3 separate regions of the Mus musculus genome follow, and regions 1 and 3 are each linked to region 2. A link is a contact called in public HiCAR-type and capture Hi-C data. All regions are on one chromosome and are shown on one strand. Each heading gives the region's core, a stretch centred on a gene start, on an enhancer-like site or on the middle of the called end of the contact. The rest is flanking DNA. Distances are from core to core; before and after follow the strand shown.

Region 1 (3,737 bases), core at 305-2,804, 1.9 Mb after region 2:
ATAACTTCAGTTGTATACTTTATTTTATTGTACATGTCTAATCATCTAGAAAATATCACCTTTTCACAACCTAAATTTCATATATTTGATCTGAAGCAAACAAGTGATGATAATGATAATGACAATGACCATGGCTGGAGAGATGGCTCTGCAGTGAAAAGAGTTTGTAGAGGACCTGTATTCTGTCCCCAGCTTACAACTCTAGTGCCAGGAGATCCGACGCCCTCTTCTGGCTTTTAGATGAACTGCATGCATGTAGTACACAGATAAACACACAACTACCCATACATATAAGTACCGTTATTTTATTTTTAGGGTCTTGTGCATGCTAGGCAAGCACTTTACCACTGATCAGTAGTCCAAGCCTCACACATACATGAAAAATAAAATCTTTACATTATCATCATCATCATCAACAACAATAAATAAAATTGCCAATCTTGTGCTTTACAAAAACTGTGGGTTAAAAAAATAACCCTCTAAAAATGTAGAAACGGAAAACTATAGAGAGAGTCGACCACAGATGATCTTAGTCCTTCCTGTTGTGATTCTCATATGCAAAAAGAAAAAAAAAAGGTTCTTAAAAAAGCATGTTTTTTTCCCAATGAAACTAGACCCTTGCAATTTTGTACTTCTTCATTTGGGTTTGCCTATAAACTGAGTGGCTAATAGCTGCAACCCTTGTTGCTTTTTTTAGCTACAGCAATTCTTGACATCTGTTTGTGTTTAAATGATGACACAACATCAGAACACGCCGTGTCATCGTGTCACATTGTTATAGCACAACAAGAAAATTACAGCTCCCCAACAATAACATGGTGTCAGAAGTGTCCGCTTGGCGGTGAGTCAGTGCTCTAGAAGTTACAAGCTATTTTTAGCTCATCCAGTGCTTCTGAAGCTTGGGTTCTTAAGTCCTAGAGATGCAGAAAATCTAGGGGTGCAGTGGGAACAGGCCTTCCTTGGTTTCCAAGTACCCTTCTCTGGAAGGTATGGCTCCCCACCTTCCTGTCCTGGCCACATCAAACACGGATTCCATTGGGAAATTGCATGCATTTAAGGCTGGATTCCCAGTTCTTTTGCGCCAGGCCAGCATCCCTGTGGAGGAGTAGAAACTATAATTATCTTCCCGTCTGGGGTAAGCCCTAGGTTGACATCTCCCAGGTGACCCCAATGCACCCGGAGCGCAGTTCCTTGGCTGCTTAGGCGCGCGGTGCAGGCAGTCCCTGCGGGTCCCTGGGTCCTCTGAGACCCTTATCCGGGAAGACCGGTCCCCAATCTCCAACTCCAGGACGCGCGGCGGCGTTGCCATAACAACCGGCGCGCGCAGCCTCAGCGGAGGAAGTGACGAGAGTGGGTTGGCTGTTGTTGGGACACGTGACCAGGGTAGTGTTTTGACAGGGCAAACAGTGAGAGAAAGAGTAAAGAGCGAGCGAGCGAGGCGGGCAGGCAGCGGGGACGGTGGATGCGCGGGCGCAGCGTCTCGGCGTCTCGGCGTCTCGGCGGCCGCGGGGTAGATGCGCGCTGCGCTCGGGGAGGCGTGGCTCGGAGCACGGAGTGTGATGTGAGCGGCCGGGCGGCCGCAGAGAGCAGTGCCGGGAGGAGGAGCGAGGGGTCCCGGAGGGCGGCGAGCGGGCGGGCCATGGGAGCCGTTCCCGGGTGGGTTGAGCCACGCGTGGGTCGGCGCGGCTGAGGACATGCCCAGACTCTGCTGCTGACCGGCTCCGGCTGGAACCCGGCTACTGAAGCCTCGGAGGGGCTAGCCAGAGGGGATCCCCCGCAGGTGAGGCCCGGGGGGCTGCGGGGGCTGCTGCGCCCGAGCCCCTGCGGGGGTGCCTCGGTGCCCAGAGGCTACTGGACCGAGGGCTGCCTTAGCTCCTGTGGCCCGACTCTTCCTCCTCTGTGCCTGTACCTCCAGGGCATAAATAGATCCTGCTGGTGCTTCCGAGACGCTGTGTCAGAGGAGGACACCTTGGCCTGGAGAGCCCAGGGGCGGGGAACAGGGGTGCTAGGCCCGAGGACGCCGGGGGAGGCGGTGCGCAGACTTGAGCTGCTTTTTTTCGCCTTTCCTTCAGACCTGCCCAGGGTTCTGTCACCGCAGGTCTGCACCAGGAAGAGGCCCAACTTAGTAGTTTTCTTGCAAGATCCGGGGGAATTAAGACCCGTCTTTCTTTTTCTTTCTTATTTTTTTTTTTTTATGTTTATTTTGCTCTCTTAGCGTTTGGAAAACGAAGCAGAAGCCGTTGAGTCAGCCGTGTGCCGGTTGGAAGAACCCACACCTGTGTTTTACAGCACTTTGGGTGGAAATTGGATGCCAAAATGAAGCCAGACCGAGGTAAATGATTTATTTAAGTAGAGCTTGAGTTGTGTTTTGTTTCTCTGTCTCCTTCGGTGTTAACCTAATTTTCCGCAGGATCAACCATTCCTGTGTCAGACGTGACGAACTGTCTCTCTGAAGATACCAGACGCTGAGGGGAAAAAAAAGATGGACTTATGGAGTAGGTGGTTAAAGTCAGATGGGAAGGACCTGTTCTTAGAGAGTGTTTAGCAGGATGAAGGGGTCAAAGGAAGTGTTTGTTAGTGGCCACAGGCTTAGTATCCTTTTTAGTTGCAGTTCTTCAATTTTTTTAGGTGAAGTCAATCCAACTTCAGAAAAGTTTGTCAACTTTTGAAACTTGAGTTTGAACTTGATAAAAAGTAATATTTGTAGCCATTTGCATTTCATTCGCTGTTTGTTTGGGGTTTTTTTGGTGTGTTTTGTTTGTTTGTTGTTTGTTTTATAGATAGGGTTTTGTCAAGTTGTCTAGGCTGGCACAGGTCTTACCATGTAACCCAGGTAGGCCCAGAAGTCCCTAAGGATCCTTTTGCCTTCACCTGAAAAGCAGCATTACAGGCAATGTACCACTGTGGCCCCTCATTAGTTTTATGCTCTAAGGGAATTCCAATTGTTTTCAGAGTTCCCCAGCTTGAGTCTGTTATAGACAACTAGGGCCCAACTTTTCATTCTAAATCTGTATTTTCTACAGGTTTCAGATCTAAACCCTGAGGCTCTTTGTAGCCTTGGCTGTCCTGGAGTTCTGTTTGTAGTCAAGACTGACCTTGAACACACAGATCTGTCTGCCTCTGACTCCCAAGTGCAGTGATCAAAGCCTCGGGCTGTTAAGCCCGGTTCTAAGCCCATATTTTCAAGACTTAGAGAAGAATGTACATATCTTATTCCTCTCCCAACCCTGGCATGTGTTTTGATTGAAAAACAAAGGTTGTCACAAGCCCAGGAGATGGCTCAGTGGGTAAAGGTGCCACCAAGCCTGATCTGAGTTCGAACCCTAGAACCTACAAGATCCGAGAGAATCGACTGCTGAAAGTTGACCTCTGACCTCAGCCCATGCACATTTGCACACAGTGTACACAGAGACCCAATAACTAAATATTTTTAAAATAAATAAGAAATATCTTGAAAAGAATAAAAGGGTGTCACTACTACCCCAGTCTAGCCTACAGCTAGGATCCCCCCGCCTCAGTCTCCTAGGTGCAGAGATTACAGGCATACAGCACCACGCCAGCCTCATTTTGCTTTTCAAGGACATCAAAAGAACGTGTTCATCAACTTCTGATTAAGAATAAGGACAGCTCTGAGGGCTGTTTGATATGGTAGTGGTTTAGGAGTGAGGACTTCTTTGATGTGAGTTTGATTCCAAGGAATTGTACAGCAGGTATTGGCGCGTTTGGAAGGAAGGACT
Region 2 (3,375 bases), core at 490-2,989:
AGCAATGCCAGCCTCTCTATCCACCCTTGTGTGAGTCTCAGGGACAGGATTATGGTGGCCGTGTTCGCAGGCTGTTACTAGCGGAGCCATCCCAATGACCGGGCTTTGTTTTGAAACAGAGCTAGTCCAGGCTATCCTTGAACTTCCGATCCTGCTGCTTCAGCCTCCCAAACGCTGGGACGGATTGTGCTTTTTACTTTCTCTATATCCGGGGGCTACAAATCATTTAGGTGTATATACTAATTCAAAGGCAGCGTCAAGTCATTTGTTGGTGTTCTTTTGTTGTTGGTGTTTTGTTTGTTTGTTGATTTTTGTTTGTTTTCCGAGACAGGGTTTCTCTGTATAGCCCTGGCTGTCCTAGAACTAGCTCTGTAGATCAGGCTGGCCTCAAACTCAGAAATCCACCTGCTTCTGCCTCCTAAATACTGGGTGGGATTAAAAAGTCATGTGATACCATGCCTATATTTTCTTTGTGTGTGTGTGTGTGTTTTTCTTCTCTGTCAAGTCTGTGTCAAAGGGAGACATACGGTAACTATCAGCACACAACAACAGCATACTTGGTTGAGCTGAAATTATTCAAAGAATTACTGAAAAGATATAATCATGAACTGAGCTCCTAAGATGAAGACACACTCAGAGTGGAAAAGAAACCATAAAGGATATCTGAAAACCATGCGGTGTGCAACTTCGAGGGACTGCCAGTATTCATCAGGAACAAAGCTTGTCTGCACTAAGAAGCAGTTAAGTATTCGCAGAGCGATGGTAAACAAGACCAGGTAAGTGTTTTCTCCAAGAAGACCTGGAAAGCAAATCAAAGCAGTAAGTGTGGCATAAAAGTGAGCGAGTTCCCCCCACCCCCCAATGCCACATGCCCGGTGCACTGGCTCCCTCTCTGTTAACACCTTCCACAGCACTCCACTGAGCTAGCTGAGGCACTAGCTCAGGGGTGGAACTCTTGTCTAGCTTGCTGAGGCCATGGAGTGTTTTCTATTCCCTAGCAATCTGTAGGGAATAGAAAACAACCCACGAACACCTCCCCCCACCGCAAAAAATAGATACAAACCCCACTAAAGAACACACAACGCACACACACACACAATTTGTTAACCACTGGTGAGTCTGAACCTGTTTTACTTGTGAGGATGCTAAGGTTCAGAAACTGCTTTGCCCAACACAAAAATACTGTTACTGACTAGGTAGTCGGTCGGCTGTTTCCAAAGTTTGCTTTTCCCAGTGTGCAGGCAGCCTGTATTTTCGCTTTAGTTACCAACAGTGGTGGTGCTTGGAGGTAGGGAAAGATTTTATGTGAAAATCTGTATGCCAGGTGTGATGATGTGACATCACCACACAGCACTGGGGAGACTGATGCAGGAGGATTGAGACACGTCTAAGCACAGTCAGCACAACACAGCGAAGAGACTGTGTTCAGCGAGCCTGAGCTCATTGCCACCACGCTGTGTAGTCCCAGGTGCCCCGAGCTCTGCCGTGAGCCCGGCACTCACCACGGCGCGGAGAGCGTTTCTCCTGCGCGCTCACGTACTGCCTGGACTTCCTCCTCCGCAGCTTCATTTCTCCCGAGCTGCCGTGGAGATTGCGGGAGGCCGGGTTATAGTCGGCGGCCTGGGACTCCATCCTCCCCGGCTACCTGCAGCCCACGGTGCCCGCCCCTCACTTTCTTGTAGGCGGACACATGCCACTAAGATTGGGCCCCGCGAGCCGCCGTCCCTTCGCTGCTCCGGCACTACCGCGGCAGGAAGTGCTGCCGGAAGCGGATGAGTCTCCGGGTGGGTCAGGAGCAAACCTCCCTGACCAGTGTTCAATGCTGGAAAAGACAAAAATAAAGATTCTGGATTCTTTACTCCGCCTGACACACCTCGCACAGCGCCCGCCGAGGAGGCGCTCGGAGGTAACAGAGCAGAGGGAGGCAGTGCATCGCTGAGGACCAGCTCCCGGGTGACCGCGGTGCTCATCCCTCACGCCACGTCCTCGCGTGGGAAGTTTCATCACGGTTCTTACAATAATAGGAAAAAGTTATAACTCAATGAATTTTTATTATCAATTTTTTACCACCCCAATGGATTTCTCTATCCCTAATTATCTATTTTCTAATCAACTTTTTATTTTCTGGAGTCGATCTCACTATGTAGATCAGACTGGCCTTGAACTCGGGAGAATTACCGTCTCTGCCTCATGAGTGCTGGGATTTAATGCCTAAGCCACCACACTCTGTCTCCTCTTATCTTTGTGACAGGGCCACAGTCTTATATAACCGTGGCTGGCCTGGAACTTGCTGTGTAGACCAGACTGGCCTCAAACTCCTGCCTCTGTCTTATGGATGTTGGGATCAAAAGCATGGGCCATCATGACCAGCAATCAAGGCATTTAAAAAATTAGTTGGTGGGGGCTGGAGAACTGGTTCAGGGCTTAAAAACACTGACTGCACTTGCAGAATACCCATATACTAGCCTGGTGTCTCCGAGGGTACCAGGCATGCGTGCTATTGCAGATACATACATGAAGACGAACACCCATACACATAAATTGTCTTTTGTGTGGTCAACTGTATAATCCAGGAGAAGACATGCTTTTCTTTCCTCGGCGAGCTTAAATTATGCCTGAGAACTATTTAGGGCAAGCTCCTTACAGTACAGGAAGGAGTTGCTGATTATTTTTGTGACCTGAGGCTTGGATTAAGGATCCATATCGGAGTCCAGAAAGTGTGTGGCTCCTTCCCTGTGCTCTCTTCATTCACAGCCTCTGACCCAGATGCTGAGGGGGTTGACACGGAAAGTGCTGTGTTGTTCATTTGTCACTTTCTACTGTTTTCAGTTGTTGGATCGAGAAGCAAAATCTTCTACACCCCCACCCCATTTTTCTCAAAGAAGGCATGCAAATGATTTGCGTTTGATTTCTCCTAAAATATCAAAAGAACTCAACATAATTTGCTTTTGCTTTTTTTGAGATAGGCTCTTACTATGTAGCCTTGGCTGGCTTGGAACTCAGCTCTTTAGACCAGACAGGCCTCAGACTCACATAGTCTCTGCCCACACCTGGTGCTGGAATTAAAATCCTGCACCACCACACCTGGCTCAGTGAAGTTTTACAGCCTCTTAAAAATCGCTTTTGTCATACAGCTTGCTTAAAAGAGTTACAGCTACTGCAGAAGGCATAGTGAGGTCACTTGTCCCCTCTCTCTATCATCCTTTAGAGGAAGCTTAAACAGAGACACTCACTTCTGAGTCCTTTCGGGCACCTCTTGGAGAAAAAGTATTAAACGACTTGAAAGCCGTCAGCCATCCCTTCCCCTCCTTTTGCCATTTTGAAAATTACCAGTTTAAACGCTCTGAGAAGACTTCCAGCAGCCATGTTAGTGGC
Region 3 (3,265 bases), core at 64-2,563, 1.8 Mb after region 2:
GGCTGAGACTCGGCGCTGACCCGGCCGTAACTGCCAAGGGCCTGACAATGGGCACATCTGTCCTTTCTCCAAGGGATAAAAGCACCTAAGCAGACAAGGCTCTGCCTTTTGTTACGGACTTTTTTCTTTCTTTCTTTTGTAAATAAAAGAAAGCCGCGGCATGTGGCGGCCGGGTGTGTGTCCCACACTGGGGGCCTCCCCACGCGTCCCCACCAGGCTGAAGGCCCGGGTTCAATTCCGGATTGGAGCGTGACTGTGACAGGGGCACAATTATGCCCAAAGCTGAATTGATTTTCAAATCTGGAGGCTTCTTGCAGGGACGCCAGGAAAAGGAAAGCGTCCCTGCGGTCCAAGCCGCTCGGCTCAGCCGCGTGCACTCTGCCTGCGTGGGGTACTTCTTCCAAGCCTCTAGGTTCTTTTCTAGAAAGGCTGTGGAGTAACTAAAAAACCAGCTCCGTCCCCCCCCCCCCGCCCCCTTCCATGCTAACCAGGCCCTCTCTCCTGTCTCCCTCAGTATCCCCCAAGCAGAGTTATCCAAAGTGGGAGAGCTATCTTAATTGGGAGCAAAGTGACAGACCTTCTTTGAGGTCTGGGACAGTGAGGGGTGGCCTCGATCTGAGTGCTCCTCACTGAGCACAGATTCCTGAGTGCTCCTCGGCCCCGGGCTCAGATGGAGAAAGGTAGTTCGAGGAGTACTTGAGAGGATCATGGATGGCAGTTCGGGATACAGCGTCCCGACCTAGGCCTTCAGGGTATATACACGTCCCAAGTCCCCGTAGGACAACTATTTAAGGACAGTGAATGAGTTGGTCTCCAGCGATCCTCTAGGGAATAAAGCCCAATGGGCGAGTGGGCTTTGGGCCATGACATAGTTTCTACTCCCCGCCGGTAACCTGTACCGGGAACTAGCAACTCAGACTCAGGGGCTCTGGTTCTCAAACCTAGCTGGCTCACGGTGACAGAAACCAGGCAAGAAAGTCCGGATGGAAAGAGAGAGGGAGGTAGTGAGGAAGACCAGGAGGTAGCAAGTCTCCGAGGACTGTGGAGGCGGCTCCAGGTCGCACTCTGCGCGCGTCCCGTGCACGTGCTCACTGATCCCGGGCCATTCGGCGCCGCTGAGAAAGCTCTGTCCCCCCCACCCCCACCCCACCCCCTCGGTTCATTTGTGCTGGGACGTCACGGAGCGCTGGGACCGAGGGGGCGGGGCCTGGAAGCGCGCATGCGCGCTACGCCCGGCGGGCGTGAGGGCGGGCAGCGGCAGCGGCGGCGGCTACGGAATCGCAGCCACAGTCTGCAACAGTAACCGAGCCATGGCTCGAGCTGGCGGGCGGCACAGGCAGGCAGCAGCCGCGGCAGGCGCACGGGCCGCGTCAAGGGAGCCTGGGGCAGCAGGATTCTAAGAAGAGGGGCGAGAGGGGGCCGGGCTGGGTGGGCTAGGGGTACCGCGCTCTCCCAACAGCACGGGTCCTTTTTGGAAATTAATATTAAAAGAAAAAAAAAAGACAGAGGGGAAGGTGGGAGCAAGAGAGAAGGCAAGACACACACAGAGAGAGCGAGAGACACAGATCCCCACAGTGAGAGGAAGAAAGGCCACAGTCGCAGGCAGCCGATGTGAAGACTGGACTCCTTGCGCCCCTCGCCGCCTCTGCCCGGCCACATCGATGTTGCAGCCCGCTCGCCCGCATCACGATGAACGCACAGCTGACCATGGAGGCGATCGGCGAGCTGCACGGGGTGAGCCATGAGCCGGTGCCCGCCCCTGCTGACCTGCTGGGCGGCAGCCCTCACGCGCGCAGCTCCGTGGGACACCGCGGCAGCCACCTGCCTCCCGCGCACCCGCGTTCCATGGGCATGGCGTCCCTGCTGGACGGCGGCAGCGGAGGCAGCGATTACCACCACCACCACCGCGCCCCTGAGCACAGCTTGGCTGGCCCCCTGCACCCCACCATGACCATGGCCTGTGAAACTCCCCCAGGTATGAGCATGCCCACCACCTACACTACCTTAACCCCTCTGCAGCCGCTGCCGCCCATCTCCACCGTGTCCGACAAGTTCCCTCACCATCATCACCACCACCATCACCACCACCACCCACACCACCACCAGCGCCTGGCGGGCAACGTGAGCGGTAGTTTCACACTTATGCGGGATGAGCGCGGGCTGGCCTCTATGAATAACCTCTATACCCCCTACCACAAGGACGTGGCTGGCATGGGCCAGAGCCTCTCGCCCCTCTCTGGCTCCGGTCTGGGCAGCATTCACAACTCCCAGCAAGGACTTCCCCACTATGCTCATCCCGGCGCGGCTATGCCCACCGACAAGATGCTCACCCCAAATGGCTTTGAAGCCCACCACCCTGCCATGCTCGGTCGCCACGGGGAGCAGCACCTCACGCCCACCTCGGCCGGCATGGTACCCATCAACGGCCTTCCTCCGCACCATCCTCATGCCCACCTGAATGCCCAGGGCCACGGACAGCTCCTGGGCACAGCCCGAGAGCCCAACCCTTCGGTGACCGGCGCGCAGGTCAGCAATGGAAGTAATTCAGGGCAGATGGAAGAGATCAATACCAAAGAGGTGGCGCAGCGTATCACCACCGAGCTCAAACGTTACAGCATCCCACAGGCCATCTTCGCGCAGAGGGTGCTCTGCCGTTCCCAGGGGACCCTTTCGGACCTGCTGCGAAACCCCAAGCCCTGGAGCAAACTCAAGTCGGGTCGGGAGACCTTCCGGAGGATGTGGAAGTGGCTGCAGGAGCCGGAGTTCCAGCGCATGTCGGCGCTCCGCTTAGCAGGTGAGGCGCTGGGCGCGTGGGCGAGATAAGGGACTGACGGTGGGAGGGAATGAGAAAGGCTGGGCGCGCTTCGTCCCGCTCCGCCTCCCCTTTCTTCAAGAGAGGTGTCCCTAGACCTGGAAGAGCCAGCTCAGGGAGTCAACCTCCTCCTCCTCCTTCTCCAAGGGCTCAGCGCATTGGGCTAAGGGAGGCTTCGAAGACCGAACAAGGTGGCCTCCGCGACTTCGGGGTTGCGTTTGTGCTCGGGGACAGAGCTGCAAGGTTTTGAGCCGCGGGCAGAGAGACTCTTGGAACCTGGCGGAATCTCAGCGGAACACAAGAGGGTTTAGGAAGGGACGAAGCATACCAAGAACTAGCACCCGTTGCTCAAGGCACATACCCCGCGCGGGCCAGGCGCTGTTCAAGCTGCCAGTCAATATTGGCTGAGCTGGCTGCGGCGACCCGCTCTTGGCCGATTTTATTGGCGCCACG

The links. HiCAR-type assays count read pairs that join an accessible place to other places. Capture Hi-C pulls out chosen DNA fragments and counts their contacts.
Region 1: a HiCAR-type map of astrocytes shows a contact between it and region 2, with 5 times the contacts expected there. The contact joins the promoter of Fam214a here to the promoter of Pigb in region 2. A contact is called at or near these places in 1 of 484 Hi-C or Micro-C datasets (B cells), 3 of 115 datasets of contacts at active chromatin or transcription factors (astrocytes, embryonic forebrain and large pre-B cells) and 1 of 9 other capture datasets (pancreatic islet).
Region 3: a contact with region 2 is called in a capture Hi-C map of embryonic stem cells, with 4 times the contacts expected there. The contact joins the promoter of Onecut1 here to the promoter of Pigb in region 2. A contact is called at or near these places in 3 of 39 promoter capture datasets (cranial neural crest, hippocampal neurons and liver), 4 of 115 datasets of contacts at active chromatin or transcription factors (astrocytes, embryonic forebrain, embryonic stem cells and 1 more) and 1 of 9 other capture datasets (embryonic stem cells).

Annotation. Positions count from the first base shown.
Region 1 is chr9:74,951,499-74,955,235 of GRCm38.p6, forward strand. It overlaps Fam214a (family with sequence similarity 214, member A), which reads left to right and starts at 1,555. Exons shown (of 13, transcript NM_001113283.1): 1 at 1,555-1,780; 2 at 2,216-2,332. The coding sequence starts at 2,317.
Region 2 is chr9:73,037,960-73,041,334 of GRCm38.p6, forward strand. It overlaps Pigb (phosphatidylinositol glycan anchor biosynthesis, class B), which reads right to left and starts at 1,740. Exons shown (of 12, transcript NM_018889.3): 1 at 1,503-1,740; 2 at 664-799. The coding sequence starts at 1,632. Pigbos1 (Pigb opposite strand 1) reads left to right here and starts at 1,759. Exons shown (of 2, transcript NM_001308425.1): 1 at 1,759-1,906.
Region 3 is chr9:74,860,608-74,863,872 of GRCm38.p6, forward strand. It overlaps Onecut1 (one cut domain, family member 1), which reads left to right and starts at 1,314. Exons shown (of 2, transcript NM_008262.3): 1 at 1,314-2,794. The coding sequence starts at 1,690. It overlaps Gm33562 (a long non-coding RNA gene), which reads right to left and starts at 2,529. Exons shown (of 4, transcript XR_870924.1): 1 at 2,455-2,529.